Linked DNA regions of Mus musculus: regions 1, 2 and 4 are each linked to region 3. A link is a contact called in public HiChIP or PLAC-seq and promoter capture Hi-C data. All regions are on one chromosome and are shown on one strand. The core of a region is the stretch at or near the end of the contact, and the rest is flanking DNA. Distances in the headings are between cores, read along the strand shown.

Region 1 (3,104 bases), core at 543-3,042, 930 kb after region 3:
TTGGTCATAATGTTGTACGTACTGTCCAGCTGCATCTAGTGTGGCTCTTTCTATCCAAAGAGGATGGGATTATCTACTCTGAAAAGATTCTGTGGGAATAATCATTCTGGCCATATTCACTCTCTGAAGTGTAAGCACTCAATTTGTATCTGTATCACCTACCTGTCTCTCTTACAAGAGCCCCACATACATGCTTGCCCTTAACTGAATTCCATATATGCCTTTTCTGCAAAAGAATATGTTGTTTAAATTTTACCTTAAAAACCTGAATTCCCTCAGTGTGGTTGAATTCAGAGGCACTAAAGAAAGTGATATAATACCTACAAATTGATAAATCTCTGCAATAATTTAGGTTGTTAGCCAAGATTAACTTTCATATATTGCAAGGTCCCAGAGGATATAGAGAAAGGTGTGTGGGGGGGAACTAAAGGTCAAATGTATAGGTAAATGTTGGTGTCTCAGTTTCTCAGCATCTAATTTGTAAATGGATTAACTAAAGATTAGATTTTTAAAACAAAACTATGAGGAAGATTTGTTTCATGAAACTTCACCCTTATGCTTTTCATGAGAGAATTCCAAACCAAATAGAAACATGTTAATTATTACATACATACATAATGTTATATAAATAAATGTTAATACACAAATTTATATGCATCTTTACACTGAACTCCAATACTAAAAATGTTGAAATAGGCACCATAGCATTAGAAAGAATGGCAGACATGGAAGGCAACGTTCACTACATCCTAGTTATTTCCTTCTTTACAGATTTTATCAGACATATTTATGAAATTCTGAACGAATTTTCAGAGTTTCACTCCTGAAATGATTTTCCTTAGCACATTAAGAATCTCTTTTTATTGTTGATGTTGCTCATGAGGAGAAATGCTAAAACACAAAACTGGAGAAATTCAAAAGTGAAGTGATAGGCAATCTTCAAAAGGGTGTTTTCCCTTCAGACTCTTTCCACTTGATAGCATTAGAAAGCTCTCACATTGTGTGATAACAGTTCCCTCTGACACCTTGCAACACAGGCAAACCACCCTTTTGGGCTTCAACAACATATGAATGGGGATCAGTGCCATTCACTGCTGCTGTTCCTGGAGAGTCACGGGGCACATCTTCGCACGCGCAGATTTTTTTCTTCTTCTCATTCAGCTCCATCCAGCACAGCATGTCTGTCTTAGCTGTGCTCCAGGCAATGGATTGTTCTCAGCATATGTCTCACACAGTTGCTCTTGCTGTTCCAAAACACAGTGATTTGAGTGTTTGTTTCCTTACTCTTCATTCCTAGGACTGCCACGGAATTAGCACTCGTTTAATCTTCCACTCTAGAATTCTGTGAAGATAAGGCAGCATTCATACAACTCACAGACTTTTCTAATCCATCTGTCATCCTTCAGGAAACTGCTAATGACATCTTTCCTCCTTCTGTAGATGTTCTGTGCAGTGTTTTCAGCTCCAGGTGATCTATTAGGCAAATGTATGTCTTTTATGTCTGAATATCAAAGTGTTAGTTTTAAATGAGAATGGCTATGCAAGCCATCCCGATAATGCAGTTTTCCATGTCATAGGCACTGGTCCACCAAACTCAAATTAAGTGTAGGCTTTGACACTGGATTGTGCATGTTAAAGACTCACTTTATTGCAAACATTTCCCCTGCAAGAATCAACTAGTTTTTCTTTATTTAGTGGAATACTGCGATCCTTAGTAGGCTGTGGGATGCTTAAAACATGTTAGGTGCACATATGTTGCCATAACTGCCAGATGATGGCTGTTGCACAGGACACCATGTGTAGGAGTAGGGTGGGAGGGAGGCAGACAAGGACTGATGCAGAGCTGACAGACCTGAGGGGAGCAGATGGTGGTGGAATACTCACAAAGCTTTAAAATACACAGCATTTCTCGTTCCAAGTAATTACACGGGGACTTCTTCAATGCCAGAGTTTTGAAAGCTAATTGCCTTGAGTAGCTGTGACCATGACTGTGTTTGTCCAAAAGGGAATCTGGAAGGGGTGGTACCGAAAGCAAAGTGACATGAGTGTTCTGACTCTACTAACTCATTTATTCAACACTCATTAATTATATAATTTCATAGTTCATAGGTTTCAGAAGAGGCATGCAAGAGTATGTCAGCTGCCCTTTGGTGTTAAATGGTAGGAAAAAAATATAAAAGGTCAGAGGTTAGAAATGATTATGCTTAGTACCATCAAATGGAAAAAAGTCAAACTAGATATTATTTTTACAAAAAAAGCATTAATATCTATAGTTTAGTTTATACAAAGAGAAGGGAATTGAGTGAGGGTTTCTGATGAGTAAGTGTCCAAAATAAATAAATAAATAAATAAATAAATAAATAAATATGTCCATCTCTGTAGGACTCTGTCCATTACTTCACACCCTGTGAACCTGCTTTGGAATGTGTATATAAATATATGTAGGAGTGCATGTATATGTATATATGTGTTAATATGTGTGTATATATATATATATATATATATATATATATATATGTGTGTGTGTGTGTGTGTGTGTGTGTGTGTGTGTGTGTGTGTGTGTGTGTGTGTGAGTGTGTATTTAGGTATGTTCATGTGTGCATTATATGTATATGTATGTATATATGTATATATGTAGGCATTTATATGTGCACATGTATGTGTTTGCATATATGTGTGTATGTGTGTGTGTGTATTTGTATAGAAGATAGATTGATAGATAGATAGACAACAAACAGGCAGATAGACAGACAGACAGATAGATACTTGTGAGGGACCTGTGTGTGTGTGTGTGTGTGTGTGTGTGTGTGTGTGTGTGGTGTAAGTTTGTATGCCCATGAGGGCAAAGGTTAAGAAATTATATTACAGAGTTGTTAAGGCTGCCAATTCCACTCACAGGCTCAGGAACCAGGTTGTTTTTGAAGTTAAAATCACCTGAAAACACACCAAATTCCAACCATTTCAAGTGACCTCAGATTATTTTTGTTGTTTGGTTTGTTTGTTTCTCTTAAGATTTCTGTAACTTATTGGCTGAAGAAAGTCAAAATAAAGGAAAAAAAAAACCACAACATACAAATATTAGATAAGAAAGCAATGCTAGCCAA
Region 2 (2,809 bases), core at 291-2,790, 820 kb after region 3:
TTTATGGTGAAGAAGGACTTTTGAGTTGTATTCTGAAGAAAAGATTTTGAACTAAGTCATTCCTGCCAATTTGCATGCTGCTAGAACATATCAAGCTAAGCGACTAGATTTATGACAGTTTGAGAAGAGGTAATAGGTTTAGTAGCTTCCTTGGATGATAAAGATGCCAACTACCTCTCTCAACATATTCAAAGAATTAAACACTGAAAAATAACAGCTATAGACTATTCTAAGTTGAAAAAATATAACAATTGAATCTAAAGAGTTTCTGTTGCAAAATATGTTCATTTTATAGTGAATAAAATTAGAGATTTTAATGTTTTTAGGATATAAAATGTTCAAATATATTCTTTAGGAGCATATAAAGAAAATATTAGAGTGGATATTTTGATCCTTCTTAGAAGGGGGAACAAAATACCCATGGAAGGAGTTACACGTTAGGTGCAGAGACTGAAGGATTAACCATCTAGAGACTACCCCACTTGAGGACCCATTCCATATACAGTCACCAAAACCAGACACGATTGTGGATGCTAACAAGATCCTGCTGACAGGAGCCTGATATAGCTGTCTCCTGAGAGGCTCTGCCAGTGTCTGACAAATACAGAAGTGGATGCTCACAGCCATTTATTGGACAGAGTACAGGCTCCCCAGTGAAGGAGCTAGAGAAAGTACCCAAGGAGCTGAAGGGGTTTGCAGCCCCATAGGAAGAACAACAATATGGACTAACCAGTACTTCCAAAGCTCCCAGGAACTAAACCACCAACCAAAGAAAACACATGGTGGCACTCATGGCTCTAGCTGCATACGTAGTGGAGGATGATCTAGTTGGTCATCAATGGGATAAGAAGCCCTTGGTCTTGTGAAGGTTCTGTGCCTCAGTATAGGGGAATGCCAGGGACAGGAAGCAGGAGTGGGTGGGTTGATGAACAGTGAGTGGGGAAGGGATAAGGGATTTTCAGAGGGAAAATGAGGAAAGGGGATAACATTTTAAATGTAAATAAAGAAAGAAAAAAATCTCATGTATATGCAAAAAAAGTAGAAAATAAAAATAAAGTATCTTAGGATTATTTTCAAACACTTAGGAAACAACAATGTAGAACTGTGAAGATATCATGTGCCTAAAATTCCTTAACTGCTCAGCCCATTCCAACACTCTCAGATGCCTTCTTCACACAGCCCTGTCTCATATTTCATTGCCATGCTTGCCAATCAGTTACAGTCTTTGGCCCCATGTCACTTTCATCCTATTGGATGACTGTCATGGGAGCTGCCCAATGGTGCGCTGCTAATGAGGCAGCTTAAAGAGCAGCTGGGGATGTGCAATTGCTGGATTAGGGTCAAGGCCAAGAGAGAAAATAGATGGGAGAGATACAGCCTGAATGACTGCCAATAAACAGGAGTTCTATTATCCTGCTAAAGCAGGACATTCATTACCATCTATTGCAACATAATTTGGGTTCAGTCAAGCTGTCTCCCTCTCCCTTTGGATTTACAATTCATAAACCACAAAGGGTCCAAAGGGTGCATTGTCCCTTGTAGCTATGTAACCCAGGGTGAGCGAGAAGCACGGCAGAAATGAATGAGCTATGCAGTCCCTAATGTGAGCACCATCAGGACTGACACCTTGGAACTGTGACATAAGGTGCAGGCATCATGCCAAAATTGTTTTACATCTCTCTGGTGCCAGTGTGCTCATTAAGCAAAAACAAAGTAAAAATACCTTGTTTGTTCTTTCGAAAATTAGAGTGTGGTCCTTATAGCCAGTATCTTCATGATAGTTTCCTCTTGTCACTGGTGAGGTGGCTGCATGAAAACAAGAATGGTTTGTTGATGCTTCATCATGCAAACTTATATGTGTATATGTGAATGTATGTATGTATGGCTGGGTGGATTATATAATATATAAATGTATATGCATTTCACGATTTTCTCAGTCTCAGAGAATAATCTCTATATTTTTAGTAGTTTTATATTGTTCTATGTATAAATACTATTATGAAGAAAATGTTCTCATGTCTTTTTTTTTCTTATATAAGAGTGGATTCCTCTAAATAGTGTAAATGTGTCTCTTCATTTTTCTTTGTGCCTCTACTGATCTTTTTCAATTACATCCCCTATTATCATTTGGATTCAGTGCTAAAGTCCACCTGCCACATGAACTAATGGGACTATAGTGGTATTGTCTATGTTCTGTAATTAGTTTAAAAGGCAAATGAGCTTGGTGAAAGAAGCAAGTTCTGTAATTCAGAGCAAATTAACCAATGCACAGTGAAGACAATAAATCACTGTAGTAAAGTGAAAGGAAGGAAATGTAAAACTCTCCTGTTTCAATTGGATTGGGAATGGAAAATCCTAGAGGACATCCTCACACTCTCACTACTGGGTCAGATCTACAAGTCCAGGGGAGAGGACTTGAAAGCCACAGTAGACATGTTCTTTTTACTCTTATGACTTGAACATATAAGGCACACATAATTTGCAGATTTGGACTTGCGTCATTCATCCACACAGGTTTATTTGCTTATTGAGATTTTATTCTTAAGTCGGTGTAAGTGTCAAATTTACTACAAATCATATCTTAATCTCCACATATGCTTTATGGAAAATTTATCTTATTGTTCCCAAGTTATAAAGTTTTGAATTGAAATTTTCACAAGTGTAGGTATTTCAAATGGTCCCTCCAAACAACACTTAGTAATAGTTGAAAACATCTGCATCTGATTCTTCCTATCACTTTATAAATATGTTATAAATATTAAAAACACACATCATTCTGTTTAACCAATAAAGACAGTTTCTTCTTGGT
Region 3 (2,978 bases), core at 235-2,734:
CCAACATCAGCACCAAATAAAGGTTTCTAAAACCCACACACATCCTATGAGCCTTGTTGTCATCTCTCTCAGTAATCCGGACGTGTCACTTCTCCAGGTTCTCAGGACCCAACCGCACCCAACCTCCCAGCTCAGGTCTCAGACCTCTTTCCGTCAGCCTTCCAACTTCCCAACCCCCAATCAGCCTCAGACCACAGGCAGGTTCTTTGCCTGGCGAGCACTCTGCAGCTATGTCAAACAATGCAACCAAAGATACCAGAGAGATCCGGAAACGCCAGCAAAAGCGGACAAACATTAATTGGAGATGAAGAGCGGGGATTTAGTCTCCGCAGCGGCGCTTGGAGCGCTGCGACCGGCTGACACAAGCTCCACCTCACCCATCCACCCCAGGGCGCCTTGGTCCCCACCTCCATTTCCCTACCTTCGTTGCTGGGGCTGGCCAAAAGGGTCCGGAGCGCCGCACACAAGAGAAGGCACGTCCAGAGGGGGCCCTTTAGAGGTGCCGAATAGCAGCCTGCCAGAGAGGCAGGGACGCGGGGGGTGTCGTCGCCGCCACCTCTGCCCTGGGTCCGTCGGTGTCCCGCACCGCGGGGCCCGGAGCCCCGCATTTTCTACTACCCTCTTCTGCCTCTTGTGTCCTGCGTGGCTCAGCCTAAGGTTCAGGCTTGGTGGAAGGGGCGAGAGAGACGTGGAACTCCTCCTCCTGGTGGGGTCCTGTACCTTCTGGCTCTCGACCCCTCTAAATGCGGGAATCACAGATCCGCAGAGACCGCTGAAGAAGTTTGCTTCTGGCTCCTGTCGCCCTCCCTTTCAGTTGGATAAGATGAATTAGAAGTTCTGATGGCTAGTACAGTCCTGGGTGGGCTCGGTCAAGGGTCTGTAGAGGGTCGGGAGTCCCGCTTCTTTGCCCTTTAAGACTTTTTCTTTTTCTGGCACCCCCCTTCTTCTTCTTCTTCTTTTTTTTTTTTAAGTGCCACCAGGGTCGGAGTGGTGGTGAAGGTTCCCTTTCAGTCTTCAGTGCCGATATGGACGAGATTAAAGAAGACGAGTCATCTTAAATCAAGATGATGTTTTCAATAAAAGAGAGAGAGAGACAGAGAGAGAGACAGAGAGAGAGAGAGAGACAGAGAGGAGGGAGGAGGGGGGAATCAAGCAGAGTGTCTACGGATCAAGGGGAGAAGAGTAGAGCAAACGGTGTGTGGCAAACACCGAGTAGAGTGGAGCCCAGGCAGCAAGCGATCTAGAGAACTGGAGAGGCTGGCAGAGGGAAGTCAAATCGCTGCGGGCTGAGCTCGGCCGGGGGCGGTGCGACCGGCGGAGCGGGCTGGAGCGCGGGCCCGAGAGCGCAGCAGAGCCCGGAGGCTCGAGCCGCTGCGGTTCCCGCTGCTCAGCGCGGAGGCGGAGTGCGCGGCGACCAGGGCGAACCGGCGACTGCACCCGCGCGGCGCTCGCTCGCTCGCTCGCTCGCTCGCTCCTGCTGTGTCTGGAGCTCCAGCGTCTCCCCGAGCCTCCCGACTCCGCGCCTCCCACCTCCTCCCTCCGCCCTGCGCTCCCCCGCCCTCTGCTGCTCGCGGCCTCGCCAGTGACAAGCTACTGTAAGTGTGACTCGCTTAAACGAAGTCGCACACCCACAGAGGGAAGTAATCTGCAGGCTGCCGTGGTGAGTGTTGCCTAGCGGTCTCTGAGAAAGGCGCGTCTTCCTCCCGGGATAATTAGGGTAAAGAATCCTCGCTACAGTGCCTGCGAGGACCAGAGGTCCCTGAAGGAGGAAGGGAAGCCAGCCCTAGCTCAGACCGCAGCAGGAGGATCAGTGGGTCCCTGAGTCTGGCATAGCGCCTGCTGCCCTTTGCAGACTGTGGCACCAACAACCTTGTCGTCATATAACAGCACATTCACAGGCTCTGCTGGTCCGTGGATAGTTTCTTTAACACCTATGCCCCTCGGTTCCTTTGACCCTTTCTGTTCTTCTGGAATAAGATAGTCACTCAACGCTTTCTTGAGAAGTAAACTGTAGACTAAAGTCAGGGATAGCAGGTCGCTTTGAGATCTCAGAGAATCAAAGAATTTGACTGTTGGCATTTGTACTAGGCTAGGCACTCTATACTACATGAAGACTTAATTCATTTATTTCAGTGATAGAATACTTTAGTATTGAAATTACGTAATGGGAAAACATGCAGTTAACTCCAATGAAATTAACATGGGTATAATAATGTCAGAGCTTTAACATTTTTAATTATTTTAATTGCCCGTGGTTCATTACACTGAAAGAATAACAAATAACCAGGAAAACGCAGCTGAAGGGCATCTCCGTTTTTCTGTGCTTCCCCTGTGTTGTGTCAACCTGCTTTAACATCCATCTTCAATTTACTCGTTCATTGTTTCAAAAAGATACACAAGAAGGGGAATTTTAGAAGGCCAGCTCTCAATATCAGAATACAAAGTATCTCCCAAAATGTGTGTGTGTGTGTGTGTGTGTGTGTGTGTGTGTGTGTGTGTTTTAAAGAAGAAAGGCATTTCATTTAATTCCGGCCTTTGATAACTACTTTTAAGACTGGGCACCTGCTCACACTCACTAGTCTGTTGATGCCTTCAAAATAAATTTGTCACAATGGTTAGACGGTGCCCTATGGGTTTTGTTTAGATGCGTTCAATAAAGGAGAAAGAAACACTGCAGCGGTGGCACACTCGTTTAAGGAGATGGACGCTCATCTTTGACCCCCCCCCCAAATGTTTTGGCAATAGGAAGCCGAAAACAGATTCATTCTATTATAATGTTCTTCGAATGCATGAAGCCAATATAGAGGAGTGGCAGTGAATCTGTCTTCCAGTTTGGCTAAGAGCCTCACTTCGAGATGGAAAGTTAAAATTTATGGGTCTATTTGAAGACCATTCAAAATACGAGTCTTTCCTCCACCTTGGTTTATAGCTGAGTTACTTAAGAATTTCAACACGGAATAGCAAGGAAGAAATCTAAG
Region 4 (2,845 bases), core at 262-2,761, 550 kb before region 3:
ATATTCTTCACTGTCTTAACCTTATTCTAATTACCGAACAGACAGATCTCTATTGAATTCTTGGGCCTAGTTTATCACCGATTGAGAGGTCTTTTCAACTGAGAGAAATATCTAGAGATAGAATCAGAATGTTCAATAATTTTCAACAGAATCCTCAACAGAAATCTTTCAAAAATCTTGTTGGTTGACCAAATATTTCCCCTTCTACCCACAGAATGAGCATTTTTGTGTGTAAGACTGGTCATTAGTGAAAACGAAATTTCCCACATGGAGCCAGCCTACAACAGTCTATCACATCTGTAATTTGCATGTGTTTTCTTAAATTTAATTGTCTAACATTTTAACTAACTTGTTTCTAAAGATATGTTTTTATAACCCATGTTTTATATAGGAAACAAAAGGACACTCATCCTTTTCTTTTATCCCAAGTAAATGTTTACACAATGAACAGTAATACCATGAAGTGTCAGTGAAGCTTGGCTGAACTTCTAGCTTACGTAAAAAGGTGTTTCTCACTTTTGTAGAAACCGTGCTGAGATTTATAACCTAATACATGAATAAAATAGTAGTTCATATTGCCATCAAAGTTCATTTTAAAATAGTCATATATCATCAACATTGATGCTCAGAACAAACTAATCTAATATTAGAAGTCTCACTTCTAAAGGTTCGCATGCATGTTCTACTATGCGTCTAATGGTTTTAATTTTTCTTTTGTCTGTCAGAACTGTATGTCACCTGTGGTTGGTCTGGATAATCTAAGGATGATAAATCAGAAAAGAACAAGTCAGTGGAGTGGCAGACTTGATGGCTGATTTAGAGTACTGAGCAAACATTTGTCTATATTTTGAGTGGATCCATATTAGGAGAGGCCTTTGGTTCTAGGGTTCACATCTGCATACAAATGTGCCCTGTGTCACAGGAATAAACCTTGATCTAAACATTTCCCTAGTTCAGAGGCTACTTCAGAGGCTTATGGTATGGTTTCAAATCTTAGAAAGCTCATATACAAGACAGTTCACATTGAGATGCTAGAAAATGGCAAGAGAAGTAATATCTGGTAAGGGAGAGAAAAAGATGGAAGCTTATTTTTATCTATGAAATATTTATAGGTTTTGCATGTTTCATTCTAATATGAATGCAAATACTGCGAACACTTTCTACTCATGCAGTACTGACATTTACCAAATAGAATTCTGCTATTTGACCTCCTTCTGTAAACATTGACATTGCACTCACATTTATAATAGATTTCTGTCTGTTTTACTGCAGTTGGATGTTTCCACCGGGAATGTTATTAGTTATTATGGCTGCGAATGCACCTGCACCAGCTGTGTGGCTAAGCATAGGAAAGGCACCAGCCAAAATCCCGGAGTCTCTTAACAGACCTTTGTTGCATTTCTGCCATGGAACCAACATCCATCCTGAAACAGCAGGAAGGAAAACTTCCCCCAAAGCTTCATTTCCATAGAAATGAGGATCTGACTTGTACTTGCATTTTCTTCCTGGCAGTGTCTGATGTCCCTTTCCTTGAATCCTAATCTTTATCTTTTATCCATTAGCTGCAGACAGACTCATGTTACGATGGTAGAAATTATTGGAAAAAGAGCACGAAGCCAATTGAATCATAGGAACATAGAAATGTTAAGGAAAAAAAATCAATACAATCAAGTTTATGAGAAAGCCCCAACAGAATGGAGAAAGCATAACCTTGGTCTATTTTTTAAAGTTATTGAACCATTAACACAAATTGCATTACGGAGATGTTATTTGAGATCAGAAGTTATTTTCCAAAAGAAATTTCTCATTTTATTTGGAGCTCTTGTGGTAGTTATATTTTTAATTTATTTTTTTTCAGGATGGTAAAGATGAGAACAGATCAATTGAGAATATAAATGTTAAGAAAAGTTCTCTGCAAAATCTGACATGAAAGGGAAAATAACTATGAACTCAAAAAGAAATGGAGACGTGCCTCTGGTAGATACGGTCTCAATGTAGACAAAATGAATGTGTATGTGTATAAAATAATGATTATAGGAAAGAAAAAAAGAAGATAGCACTTCCTGACACACACACCTCAGAGTCTGAATCATGAACCAAAGAACATTCACAGGCTGGACCTAGGCTTCCCCACACATGTGTAGCAGATGTGCAGCTTGGCTTTCATGAGAACATCAAACAAGTGGAGCAGAGGTTATTCCAAAAGCTATTGCCTGTATGTGGGATATATTTTTCTAGTTGGCTGCCTTGCCTGGCCTCAGTGGAAGAGAAAGTAGCTAGCCTCGCAGAGACTTGAAGTACAAGGCAAGGTGTATAAATGGGGTGGAGGAGTGCTACACTCCCTCAGATGAGAAGGGGACTGGAGATGAAGGAAGGATTCTTGAAGTGGATAACCAGGAGAGGAGGTCAATGAGCAGGATGTAAAGTGATAAATAAAAAATAAAATTAAATAATAATAATAAAAAAAAACGAAGCTCTGTAAACTTGAGAAGGAATCAGGGAGGACATGGGACCAATTGGGAAGAGAAGAGGGGGTGAGTAGAAATAATATACTACAGCATAGCTTTATGACTTTTAAGTAAAACAAATTAATTTAAAAAAAAAGACAAAATGTCTCATTCAGGCCTGGTAACTTACATGTCATTTATTCTCAGGATCTTGTGCAGTCTTTTCATTTCCTGGATTTCATTACAATGAGAAGGTTCTCTGATTAAAGCTGAGTAGACTTTTGTCTATAATTATAAACATAGATATTTAACTGCAGTTTGAAGCCACTTGATGTAAAAACAGTATTAAATTCCTCGCAAGAGATTATAACTTCTTCAGCCATATGATTGTTTCACCA

What was found. Promoter capture Hi-C pulls out the DNA fragments that hold promoters and counts their contacts. HiChIP or PLAC-seq counts read pairs in DNA pulled down with a chosen protein or histone mark.
Region 1: a contact with region 3 is called in a promoter capture Hi-C map of hippocampal neurons, with 11 times the contacts expected there. The contact joins the enhancer-like site here to the promoter of Epha5 in region 3. A contact is called at or near these places in 1 of 39 promoter capture datasets (hippocampal neurons), 1 of 484 Hi-C or Micro-C datasets (cortical neurons) and 4 of 115 datasets of contacts at active chromatin or transcription factors (embryonic forebrain, forebrain, neural progenitor cells and 1 more).
Region 2: a contact with region 3 is called in an H3K4me3 HiChIP or PLAC-seq map of neural progenitor cells, with 18 times the contacts expected there. The contact joins the enhancer-like site here to the promoter of Epha5 in region 3. A contact is called at or near these places in 3 of 39 promoter capture datasets (the C10 cell line, hippocampal neurons and liver), 2 of 484 Hi-C or Micro-C datasets (both in neural progenitor cells) and 4 of 115 datasets of contacts at active chromatin or transcription factors (the 230-238 cell line, embryonic forebrain, neural progenitor cells and 1 more).
Region 4: a contact with region 3 is called in an H3K4me3 HiChIP or PLAC-seq map of neural progenitor cells, with 9 times the contacts expected there. The contact joins the enhancer-like site here to the promoter of Epha5 in region 3. A contact is called at or near these places in 3 of 39 promoter capture datasets (epiblast stem cells, liver and stem cell-derived epiblast-like cells), 1 of 115 datasets of contacts at active chromatin or transcription factors (neural progenitor cells) and 1 of 9 other capture datasets (embryonic stem cells).

The regions. Positions count from the first base shown.
Region 1 is chr5:85,345,054-85,348,157 of GRCm38.p6, forward strand. No RefSeq gene overlaps it. Among named protein-coding and RNA genes, the nearest start is that of Gm35251, 360 kb to the right of the region's middle. Within about 2 kb of position 1,793, at least 17 of the 459 cell types and tissues checked have an H3K27ac peak or open chromatin away from gene starts, as enhancers often do. A contact at or near this core is called in cortical neurons and hippocampal neurons, where this site is marked.
Region 2 is chr5:85,238,336-85,241,144 of GRCm38.p6, forward strand. No RefSeq gene overlaps it. Among named protein-coding and RNA genes, the nearest start is that of Gm35251, 470 kb to the right of the region's middle. Within about 2 kb of position 1,541, at least 31 of the 459 cell types and tissues checked have an H3K27ac peak or open chromatin away from gene starts, as enhancers often do. A contact at or near this core is called in embryonic forebrain, neural progenitor cells and stem cell-derived neural progenitor cells, where this site is marked.
Region 3 is chr5:84,415,898-84,418,875 of GRCm38.p6, forward strand. It overlaps Epha5 (Eph receptor A5), which reads right to left and starts at 1,485. Exons shown (of 16, transcript NM_007937.3): 1 at 422-1,485. The coding sequence starts at 608. It overlaps Gm42163, which reads left to right and starts at 841. Exons shown (of 4, transcript XM_030254978.1): 1 at 841-879; 2 at 1,217-1,660. The coding sequence starts at 841.
Region 4 is chr5:83,867,225-83,870,069 of GRCm38.p6, forward strand. No RefSeq gene overlaps it. Among named protein-coding and RNA genes, the nearest start is that of Gm24792, 150 kb to the left of the region's middle. Within about 2 kb of position 1,512, at least 3 of the 459 cell types and tissues checked have an H3K27ac peak or open chromatin away from gene starts, as enhancers often do. A contact at or near this core is called in neural progenitor cells, where this site is marked.